Regions from separate parts of the Mus musculus genome. Here region 1 is linked to region 2. A link is a contact called in public Hi-C data. All regions are on one chromosome and are shown on one strand. The core of a region is the stretch at or near the end of the contact, and the rest is flanking DNA. Distances in the headings are between cores, read along the strand shown.

The links. A called contact is a pair of places that touch in the nucleus more often than the background predicts.
Region 1: a contact with region 2 is called in a Hi-C map of cortical neurons, with 1.6 times the contacts expected there. The contact joins two enhancer-like sites. A contact is called at or near these places in 1 of 15 datasets of contacts at CTCF or cohesin (hippocampal excitatory neurons) and 6 of 484 Hi-C or Micro-C datasets (cerebral cortex, cortical neurons, frontal cortex and 3 more).

Annotation. Positions count from the first base shown.
Region 1 is chr11:81,509,104-81,514,334 of GRCm38.p6, reverse strand. It overlaps a transcript of Asic2 not described here. Among named protein-coding and RNA genes, the nearest start is that of 1700071K01Rik, 62 kb to the left of the region's middle. Within about 2 kb of position 1,749, at least 16 of the 459 cell types and tissues checked have an H3K27ac peak or open chromatin away from gene starts, as enhancers often do. A contact at or near this core is called in cortical neurons, where this site is marked.
Region 2 is chr11:81,359,135-81,364,536 of GRCm38.p6, reverse strand. It overlaps a transcript of Asic2 not described here. Among named protein-coding and RNA genes, the nearest start is that of Gm42084, 100 kb to the right of the region's middle. Within about 2 kb of position 1,611, at least 9 of the 459 cell types and tissues checked have an H3K27ac peak or open chromatin away from gene starts, as enhancers often do. A contact at or near this core is called in cortical neurons, where this site is marked.

The sequences.
Region 1 (5,231 bases), core at 500-2,999, 150 kb before region 2:
GTAGCCAAAGCAATCTGCAGTTTTCTTAAACTTCTACAAGCTGCTGAAAGAACAATTCCAAATACCCGAGACAGAAGACCACAGGCAAGCCTGCAGCCAGGTGGCAAGGATCAGGTGTGACTGGCCTGACTTTTCTTCTGTACAGCTGGGGTGCAAACACTCACTGCAGGAGACCGAAGATTCTGCAATTTCGTGGAGGCATTGTTCTCTCGACTGAAGGAAATCACATGATTTCCTTCACATGTGGCAAGCTCCTTACGTTTTTAGGGTGTTATACATTATTTTATGTGGTTATCTCAAACACCATGAAGAGGGGGGGATACAGGAGAGGCACCAGAGTTGGGTAGGGCTGTGCTAAACACCTAAGCAGGAGGTCACCTAAGCAGGAGGTCACACTGCTTAGGTAGTGCTGAAGCAGAACACAGGATTTAGAAAGCCTTTTTTTTCCCCCCTGACTCAAAGCAGGGGAAGAGGCTAGAGAACTTTTCATCTCATTCAATCCTCTGGCTTCCCCCTCTCCAGGAATAATAATAGCAAGGGTCTCATTCACTAAATAAAGCTTAAGGCCTGAAGTCTTTTGCAGTCTAACACCTTCATTCTATACTTGCTGAGCCCCCTGGAACCAAAGGTATTATTTTCCTTTTTCCACTCCAGAAAGGCCACCAAGATAAACCCTTGCCAAGGATATCTGACTAGGAACTGGCAGGGTTGGGATTTAGTTCTTACTTTTAGAGTTTCGGTGTTTGCAGGGCTAGGTATGAAACATGGGTCTTCATATACACCAAGACAGTCACCACGGAGCCCTATCACAAGGCTCCATTCCCAGCCTCTTAGACACCAGCTTCTGACCGCCTTCAGCCTTATCAGTCTATGTTCTAGCTCCCAGCATGTGGTCTTACTCTTCCTAGTCACTGCACGGCATCACTGGAGGCATGCATGGGAGAATTTATGAAGTCATATGTCCTTTCTCCATGGATGGCATTTCCCCTGGCTGCCAAGGGGGCAGTCTCCCTGAGGGCAGGGAGAAGATTCACCAGCCATCAGCATCACACCTTGAATTAGCCCCAGAGCTGACAGATGACTGGCCCCAGATCTCTCTACATGTGTCAGCAAGAAAGGAAGTAGCAGAAAGAAACTTTCAAGCTGTGGTTGACAACATGAGCTCTGGATCTGGGTTGTTCTGGGATCTACTCTACCTCATATGCCCAATTTCATACCAGACAGGAGCCTTTCTGAACCTGCTCACTCCACTGTAAGCTAGAGGAAAGGAGAGGAGCTACCCAAGGGGCTACTAGGAGCTTGACACCCCACCATGACATGACTGCTCCTCAGTGTGTTCACTATGGCTAATGAAACTGTACAGGAGTTTAAAGTGGACCCCAGAGTACTAGACTCTGCTTACATTGCCCAGCCAGCACTCCCAGAAAGACTCCAGCAGGACCACACATCCCTTTCTTCTTTCTTGCCTCACATCAGACCCTGAGAGCATCCTCTGCCTTCCTCCACATTTTTTACTTTCTGATCCTGTTGTTTTAAGACCTAAATACTAGATAGACCCACTACCCCATATTCCAGTTCCTGCTGGAAGCCAGTTGGACCTAGGGTAACAGGAACGTTGGTTGGCAGCTTCCTCATTTCCCAGATGGACAAGCAGATGAGGCCCTTCTATTATGGGATGAGTTAATGAGTCCTGCGCATGCACAACACATATGCACACGTGTGCGTGCACACTGTTCTGGGAATTCTGCCACGCCCTGCCAGAATGATGTGTCCCCATCTGCCTCACAATACCACCGTTCCCAGAACGGTCTGTGCAGGAGAACGGAGGCTGTATCTTCGGACCCACTCTTTTGCCATGCCCCTTTTATTTTTCTAATTCCTGACACGAAGCAGCCCTTTGCAAGAAGGAGCAGAACCAGACCCCAAATATGGACGTGACTATAACTGAAGCATATGGTTTATACTTTCATCTTCCCCTCTGCAGTAGCCTGTGGCTCCTGGAGTCCTAGTTCCATCTTATACCAGTTTGGGCTCTAGAGGAAGGAAAGACAGATGCCTCCCACCCACAATTTCCATGCGAGCTGAGCTGGAAGACCCCTGAGGTTACAATACCACTCTACCCACCCCAGAGGTCTATATGGAGAATACATCTGCTGAAAAGTTACAAGACCTGCTTTTAGGGAACTCTTGGGGTGGGAATTTCACACTCTGCCTGATAATAAATGCTTTCCTTTCTGTTCTCAGTACAAAAAAAAAAAAAAAACTTTAAAATTTTTTTGAAATAATTATAGACTCACAAGAAGTTGCAAAAATTAACAGAGTAGTCCCATATACTTATCACTCAGCTTCTCGAATCATTTTACACAATGTGTTATATTATCAAGAGCAGGAAATTGACATCAGCACAATGCACTTAACTTAACCAATACAATTAACTTGATTATAGACTTTACTCAAATGTCACCCACTCTGTGTATGTGTGTGTGTGTGTGTGTGTGTGTGTGCATACACATGCTCGAAGTTCTATAAAATTTTTATTAGATCTAGAGGGTTTTTAAATTTTTGAGACACTTTCAGATTTATATACAGCTGTTAAAAAAAAAAAAGACAGATCCTGTATGTCTCATTCCCTCTTAGTAATGTCTTTCAAGGTTGTACTGTGACCAAGACATCCCTGCAGGAAGCACACATCACAGCACTGCAGGGGGAGACATTGCATCCCCACAGGAGGCACACACACCACCATCTCCCGGATCCCTGCTCTCTTTTTCAGTAGCTACACCTACGACCCTGCTGTCCACCAACTAGTCACGCAGACTGATTCCTACCGCTTAATTCACTATCTTGAAGCTGTTTAAACTGCACTAGTTGCTGTGCCTATTTTAGAATAATTTATCCTTATCTATAAAAATCTTTCTTGGGTTTTACTAGGAATTGCAGTAATCTCAAAGAAATCAATTAGAGTGAAAAACTGATATGCTTAATCCATCAATCTGTGAACATGGCTACATATCCCCATTTAGTAAGATGTTTGCTTCATTTTTATAAAAATATGTCATTGAAAACATACAGACTCAGTGCATATTTGGACTATAAACACTTCGGGTTTTAGCAACCATAAATAATAATATTTTGTTTTTTTTTTTTATTTCACCTGATGATACTTTTAGTGCTGATTGTATTGATGGGTCTTGCTGTCTTGGTTGGGGTGTGAAGTACCAAAGAGTCTCAGACAGTGTGTCTCTCGTTATAACTCTGAGGATGTTTCCAGAAAATATTACCTTAGGGAGGAACACCCTCCCTGAATGAGAGTAGCACCATCCAGTCGTCTGAGACTCTAGACAGAGGAAAAGTGGCAAAGGAGAGTCTAAACTGTCTTCCTCTGTACCCCAGACTTCTGAGGTGAGTGAACCTGTCACATCCCCCTGGATCCCCAAGGTGTCACAGTGTGCTGCATAACTACAGGTCCAGGACACAGACAAGTGACTGTCTTAGTTTTGTTTCCTGTTGCTGTGATTTAATACACACACACACACACACACACACACACACACATATATATTAATATATATACCTCGACAAAAGCAGGGTGCTTATTTGGTCTGTGGTTCTAGGTTCCAGTCATCAATGTGAGAAGGTTAAAGTGGGAAGAGCCTGAAGCGTCTAGTCGGAGCACCTCACAGCCAAAAGTAGGGGGCAATAACTAATGCCTACATGCCTGTGCTCAGCTCTTCTTTTCTTTGGATTCACCCCAGAGCTCAGCCCTCCTCTCCCCTTTCAAGTCACTCCAGGGCCCAGCCCATGCAACGATGCTGCCTACATTCAGGGTGGTTCTTCCTACCTCAAGTAACCCAGTTAAGAAAATCCATCATGGACATGCCCACAGGCCAACCTAATCTAGATAACTCCTCTTCGACACAGCCTCCCTAGGTGATTATACATTATGTCCAGCCCATCCCAGAGCCCATGAGCTGAAACCTCGAGACCCAGGGGCCCAGGTTAATCCTTCTTCCTTTAGGCTGTTCTCTCAGGTATTTTGTTATACCACCAACTTCCACTAATACACTAGGGTATAGGAACAAAATTGGTTTTCGTGTGCTGATCTTCCATCTCAGACTATTGCTGAACTCACTTCCTAATTCCCCGAGGTTGTTCTTAACTTCATAGGTGACAATCATATCATTTCAAGTAGGGGTACACCCAGTTCTTCCTTTATGACCCCCTTCCTGTCTGTTATCTCCCTTTCTTGCCTGTTGCACTGTCAAGAGACGACAGCACCGATTTTGCACAAACGTGAAAGGAGAGGCTAACTCTGCTTCCAGGGCTTAAAAAGCATTCAGTCATTCACTGTAGCTGAACATTGCGACTTTGTGCATTCCTCTTTTCCCTACTCTTTATCCCCCACCCCCAGTTTCTCCCCCTAACACTAGATAGGAGAGAAAGAAGGATAGAGGGAGAGTGAGTGAGGGAGGGAGGGGGGGAGGGGAGGGAGAGATCAGTGAACCTAATTTCTTTCTTTTTGTTTCTTCTTTGTTTGTAGTCTTTGTTACTTTGTGGGTTCTTATTTTCCCACCCTTTAACCTCCCCCAACCCCAGTTTCACTCCCTATCACTAGATAGGAGAGAAAGATAAGGAGAGGGGGGTGTCCGTGAATCTAATTTCTTTCTTGTTTCTTCTTTGAGCATAAATACTAATAAAACATAACTAATCCCCCTGAAGAACCATCAACCCCACCTACTGAGGCTTTAGCATTTATATAAGCTCTGAAAATTCCCAGAATTCCAAATATCACACAATTGCAGAAACTATCTGAAACTGGCAAAAAAAAAAAAAAAAAAAAAAAAAGCCTCTGCTAGAGCATGAGGCAAATCATAGCCAACTGCTGCAGACAGTCCGAAGCAGCCCCATATTCACACACCTGGGATTAAAATGAAAAATATCGTTATAATATTTTCGTGTTTTTTAAAGAAACCAAAATTCTAGAATTGTCACTACAACTAGCCATTAAGCACGTAAGAGGTGGAGGTTCTATAGGATGCTTTTCATCAAATGGAGGAAACTTCTCTAGCTCTGCTTTTCTGAGAATTTTTTTATATCATGAGTAGGTTCTCAGATTTTTTTAAAACAATATAGCTTCATAATGTCTAGAGATCAAATTCTTCCGGATGCATCTCCTGGAAGTGCACACTGCACTGAATAGTTTGCACGGACCATGGTTCTGCAAGTGAGCC
Region 2 (5,402 bases), core at 362-2,861:
ACACCTTTAACCACTGAGCTATCTTCCTAATGATGATAGGACTTTCTCCAAGAAGCCCATCCTCTTCTCAGATGGTGTTCTGAGCATGCGTTTCCTCTGTAAATGGTGACCATAACCAAGCTCGTATTAGTTATTGAGTATCTGCTGTGTGGGAGGCAATGGGTGAGGTGTTTTTCCTATATCTACATTATCTCAGAGATGAAGATCAATATCTCCATTTTACACCTGAGAAAATTGAAGGCTGGAGAAATCAATGAGCAGGTGACTATCAAATGGCAGGGACAAACCTGGTAAATTAGCCCCAAAGCCTAATTTTTTCTATATAGCTCAATTAGTTGTGTTTGTATATGACACAACTAGATTTTGTGTATGCACATACATAATTAGTGTCGACTAAGAGGATTGGATTCATATGTATTGATTGATTGATTGATGTCTGAGACAGGTTTTTAGGAGGAGTTTCTGTTTCTCTCTCTGTCTCTCTGTGTCTCTCTGTGTCTCTCTGTCTCTCTCTGTGTCTCTCTGTCTCTCTCTGTCTCTCTGTCTCTCTCTCTCTTACACATACATCTACTACTGACTTAGTTCTTTGTCCAGCCTCTTCTGTACCCTGTATCTGTAGATCTGATACTCTAGATCGACTCCAGACCTCATGTTTATTTCCATTTCATCAAGAACTTTTTTAGCACTTATTTCATAAAGAGATAAGTGGGACGGGGGAGTGCCTTTTCTAAGATGCTAGAAGTCTAGTGAAGGGGCAAACAAATATTCAATCTAAAAGAGAAGCGCAAGCTAACAAACCATTGGCTATCATGGCCACTAGCCTCAGGATTAGAGCAGTTGTAGATCTAGACATTGTTCTCCAAGAGTTCTTTTCTTACCCTGGGCTTGGCCATTCAAAGTAACAAGAGCTTACAGATGAGGGAGAACAGAGTGTACATCCCTGCACAGAGACATCAGGGTATTGGAAAGCTGAGTGATCTGCATGGATGGAGCTTCAGCCCTTATCCAAGAAGGAAGTGGAGGAAGCAGAAGCCAGATCCCTGGGGCTATCTTTGTAATACACAGAGAGATATATAATTTGTATGAACAACAATGAACATGAAGGGTTTAAGTAGGATATAGGCAGATTAGAATGTGAACAGACCTGAATATCATATGAAACTGGATTACGTGTGCAAGGGGATCTGTCAGCTTAAGTTGGAGAAAACACCTACAAAGGTATGGAAAATTGCACTGCAAGATGGTTGATGGAACCAGAATGTCTTGGTACCTTATTGGGTGAGACAGAGGAAGGAGGGAGGAATCTTTGTTAGAAGTCTCCGAGACCCCCACTACATTCCTCCTTTAGAGAACTGGTTACTTTCTTTGGAGAGCTGGCTCCTTCTCAGCCTATGGCTGGGATCTATTCTTGATGCCTGAACCCACACAAATCTCAGATTATACCTATGTAGGCTCACTGCAGTTATGCCCTACCTCCACATCAAAATGACTGTCCAAACTGTCAGCATCTATTAAATATGCCGTATTAACAGCCCTTGGTCAGTCACTTCCTCTATATCTCATCCTCCCCAAACAGAACCTGATGGCAGCAACACCCACCCACCCCTGCTCTGGCATCGCTAACTCCACCCTCCGCCTCCAGGCCCCCACACAAAGCTGGTGAAGAAGGCTAATATGGTAGATTCAAGCTCTCGTGACAGCTAGGAACAATGGACCTGAACCAACAAGATGAAATTTAGCAGAGATAAATGTCAAGTTCTACACAGTGAGCCCAGAAATCAATCACAAGGACAGGATGAGGAGAGCTGATTTGCAGTAATGATAAGGAAACATCTAGGGGGAGTGGCAGAGGAGCTGGACAGGAGCCCAGCTGTCACTAGGAGCAGGAAGCAATGCCTGCGTTCAAAATAGCACTAACAAAGTTCAAGGCTGAATCAACAGCAGTGTCCAGGTAGGGGAAAGCAGCCTCCTGGTATTCGGTTAGGACTGTTTAGATCCCAGCTAAAAGGCATGGGTAGTGCCAGACAAGCATGCCCAGGAGAACAGAAAGTGTTGACTATTGCTATGAGAATGCTTTGAGAAAGCAATTCTGAAATCTTAGAAATGCAGCAATGGCTGGCAGAGCCCAGTGCTTAGCTAATGCAAGTGCTCACCATTATTTTTCTGGTTTCCTTGGTTGCCCAGCACATCAGAAATTATCCCAAGGCTGAGGGGCTGCACAAAACGTCCTCCCTAGTTCTGTAACTGCCCCTTTTCTGGTGATGAAGATAGGAGAAGGGATGAGGTCACGGGGCTGTCGCTGGCATCTCTGTAATGTTATCTTTTTTATCCCAAGTTCTTTGAATTCATCGATCAGTGAAGTGGGTCTGCTGTAAATTCAGTCCCAATGTGCATCCTCATCCTGGAGTGTGGAGTCCTGTCTTTAGGGATTAACTCTGCTTAACCGAGGAAGAAACTGAGAGGCAGGAAAGGCTTGTGGCGTTCTCAAACGTACAGACCATGTTGGTGGCTAAGCAAGGGTTAGAACTGAGATCAGTCAGATGTCCTTTCTGAAAAGTGTCCTGGTGACTTCTATCCTCCCCGAACTGCTCACTGCTTCTAGGGGCAGTGATGGAAGATCTGGAAACAGGGAAGTGGGAGGAGAGGAGGACGAGAAAAGGGAGAAAAGAAAGGAAAAGAAGAAGAGAAAGAGACGGTGGAGAAGGAGGGCATGGAGTGGTAATGGAGGAGGAGAAAGTGGTGGAGGTGGAAGAAGAAGGGAGACACTGGCAGGCAGTGGTTGCAACAGCTGTAGTAAAGGTGACAGAACACAGGCCAGCGACCTGAATGCTTATGACCAGGAGGCTGTGCTCAAGGCATCTGCTAGCCACAAAACTGCTGTTTGCCTCCGTGAAGTGATCCAATTTCTTGGGTAATTTCCCCCGAGGACCCTGGATCCTGGATCATCTCTGACCACCCCATCCACTGCTGCCAGAGGAAGAATGAGGTAGGGTAGGCTGACTCCTCTGTTGGAGGTGGGCTCTGTTGATTTGATTGCTGGTAACTTCAGCTGCCGCCCTGGGTTAGAAACATAGGCTTGCCTTTAATGGCCCCAGTTCTCATCACAATTTTAAATTTCAATTTTATTCTCATCACCACCACCATTTTCTCAGCCCTGGCCCCTTTATGACCATGTCTGTGCCCACAGTCTTTCTTCGTTCTTCCAATTACTTTATGAGGGTACCCACAGGAAGCTGAGGCCTAGGAAGGCTGTGGGACTTGCAAGGCTTCGGCTCGAGCTGACTCATGCGAGTTTATTGGCAGGGCTTCCCCAGGAAAGCAACATCTCCTGAGCCTGCCTTCCTGGGGTCATAAAGGAAGTACAGAGCAGTATTGCAATTTTTCCATTTTTACAATTCTAGGGTGAGAGACTCACTTTAGATTTATGAAATAAAAGAGTGATGTGTGAAGCCCAGACACCTCCCCCCCCCTCCCCCAAGCAGGCAAGAAACCAATCTAGGATTGCTCTACTTGGATGGCCCAAGAATGGAGAAGTCTCAGGAGTTTCTCAGGAGTCCATACAAAGCCAATTCTGCAGGAGGAGAACATCTGGACCGTAAAACAAGTTGATTTCAGGGGTGTGGCTGGGATTATAACATAGACCCCTGAGTGTTTGGAAATTTGTAGCTAGAGTCAGCTGGAAACCTGGAGGGCTGGGTGATTGTCCTTGCCTTCTATCAGAGTTAGGAAGTCAGATATGTTTCAAGATGAAGGCAGCTGTGCTGGACCCTCAGGTTGGTAGGTAACATATACAAGTACCTTTTAAAGCAAGGTCAGTGAAGAACTCCCCGGAATCCCCATCTGCCAGGATCTGCAGGTTGCCCGGAATGTCTGTGTCACCTCTTCATTGACCTGTCTGCCTCTCTAGAATGAATCCCATTTGCCCTGTTGTTGCTCAGATTAAGTCCTGTATCCTCTACCAGACTTCTTAATAGGACATGTGTGTATAAAAGTCACCTCCCTGTTCCTGGAAGTCATAGAAATATAAAACCATCCCTTCTGGACACCTTCACCATCTTGTTCAAGGCCAGTCTCTGCCTTAAAGACACTTTTCTGGCCTCCCACGCAACAGACATCAGTCTGCAGAGAGATGAAGCCATGAAGAAGGAAGACCTTGGGACAGTCTTCCATAGCATTGACCTTTATATCATTCAGAAGAACTCCTTCTTTAAAAAAAATAAAGATTTTATTAGATATTTTCTTTATTTACATTTCAAATGCTATTCCGAAAGTCCCCTATACCCTCCCCCCAACCCTGATCCACTACCCACCCACTCCCACTTCTTGGCCCTGGCGTTCCCCTGTACTGGGGAATATAAAGTTTGCAAGTCCAAGGGGCCTCTCTTCACAATGATGGCTGACTAGGCCATCTTCTGCTACATATGCAGCTAGAGACACAGCTCTGGGGGTACTGGTTAGTTCATATTGTTGTTCCACCTATAGGGTTGCAGACCCCTTCGGCTCCTTGAGTACTTTCTCTAGCTCCTCCATTGGGGGCCCTGTGTTCCATCCTATAGATGACTGTGAGCATATACATCTGTATTTGCCAGGCACTGGCATAGCCTCACAAGAGACAGCTATATTAGGGTCCCTTCAGCAAAATCTTGCTGGCAAATGCAATAGTGTCTGGGTTTGGTGGCTGATTATGGAATGGATGCCCCGGTGGGGTAGTCTCTGGATGGTCCATCCTTTTGTCTTTGCTCCAAACTTTGTCTCTGTAACTCCTTCCATGGGTATTTTGTTGAACTCCTTCTTTTGGATGGCCTTTTACAAAAAGAGAGGAAACATTTGCCAGGTGGATGGACTTCAAGTGTGATGGTGGGAACAGCATGCAATGCGAATGCTGACTGCAGGACTCTTCAAAGCCTCTACTCGCTCATCTATAACATGCTCACCTAGGCGTAACATCGAGCACCTTGTCTCCCACACAGCCTTGCCCATCCCAACAGACCAAAGTCTGATACCAGTACCTTTTTCAGAAAGCGCGTATCCACTTCTTGCCTGGACCAATTTCAATGCTGTCATTTATCTGCTGTGTGGCTTCAGGCAAGTCACTTTCTTTTTCTGGTAGCAGCTTCTTTATGTGTGAAAAAAGGAATCAAAGCAAGGTAGGGGACCTGGAAAGAGGGTCCTGGAAGCTACCCTCTGGCACTGATATTTTCTAGTTCACGTCTCTGTGTTTTCCATTGTCTCTGCATTCTGAAGCTCGGGCAGCAGAATGAGATAGATGAAGAACAGCACTATGCTAGCAAGACTCCAGGACAATGAGTTTTCAAAGCTTCTGGGATACTTTCTAGGTGTAGAAAATTGTTTTTCATTAGTCAACATCATGTGCCATTAGCAACACACTTATTGCCCAGATA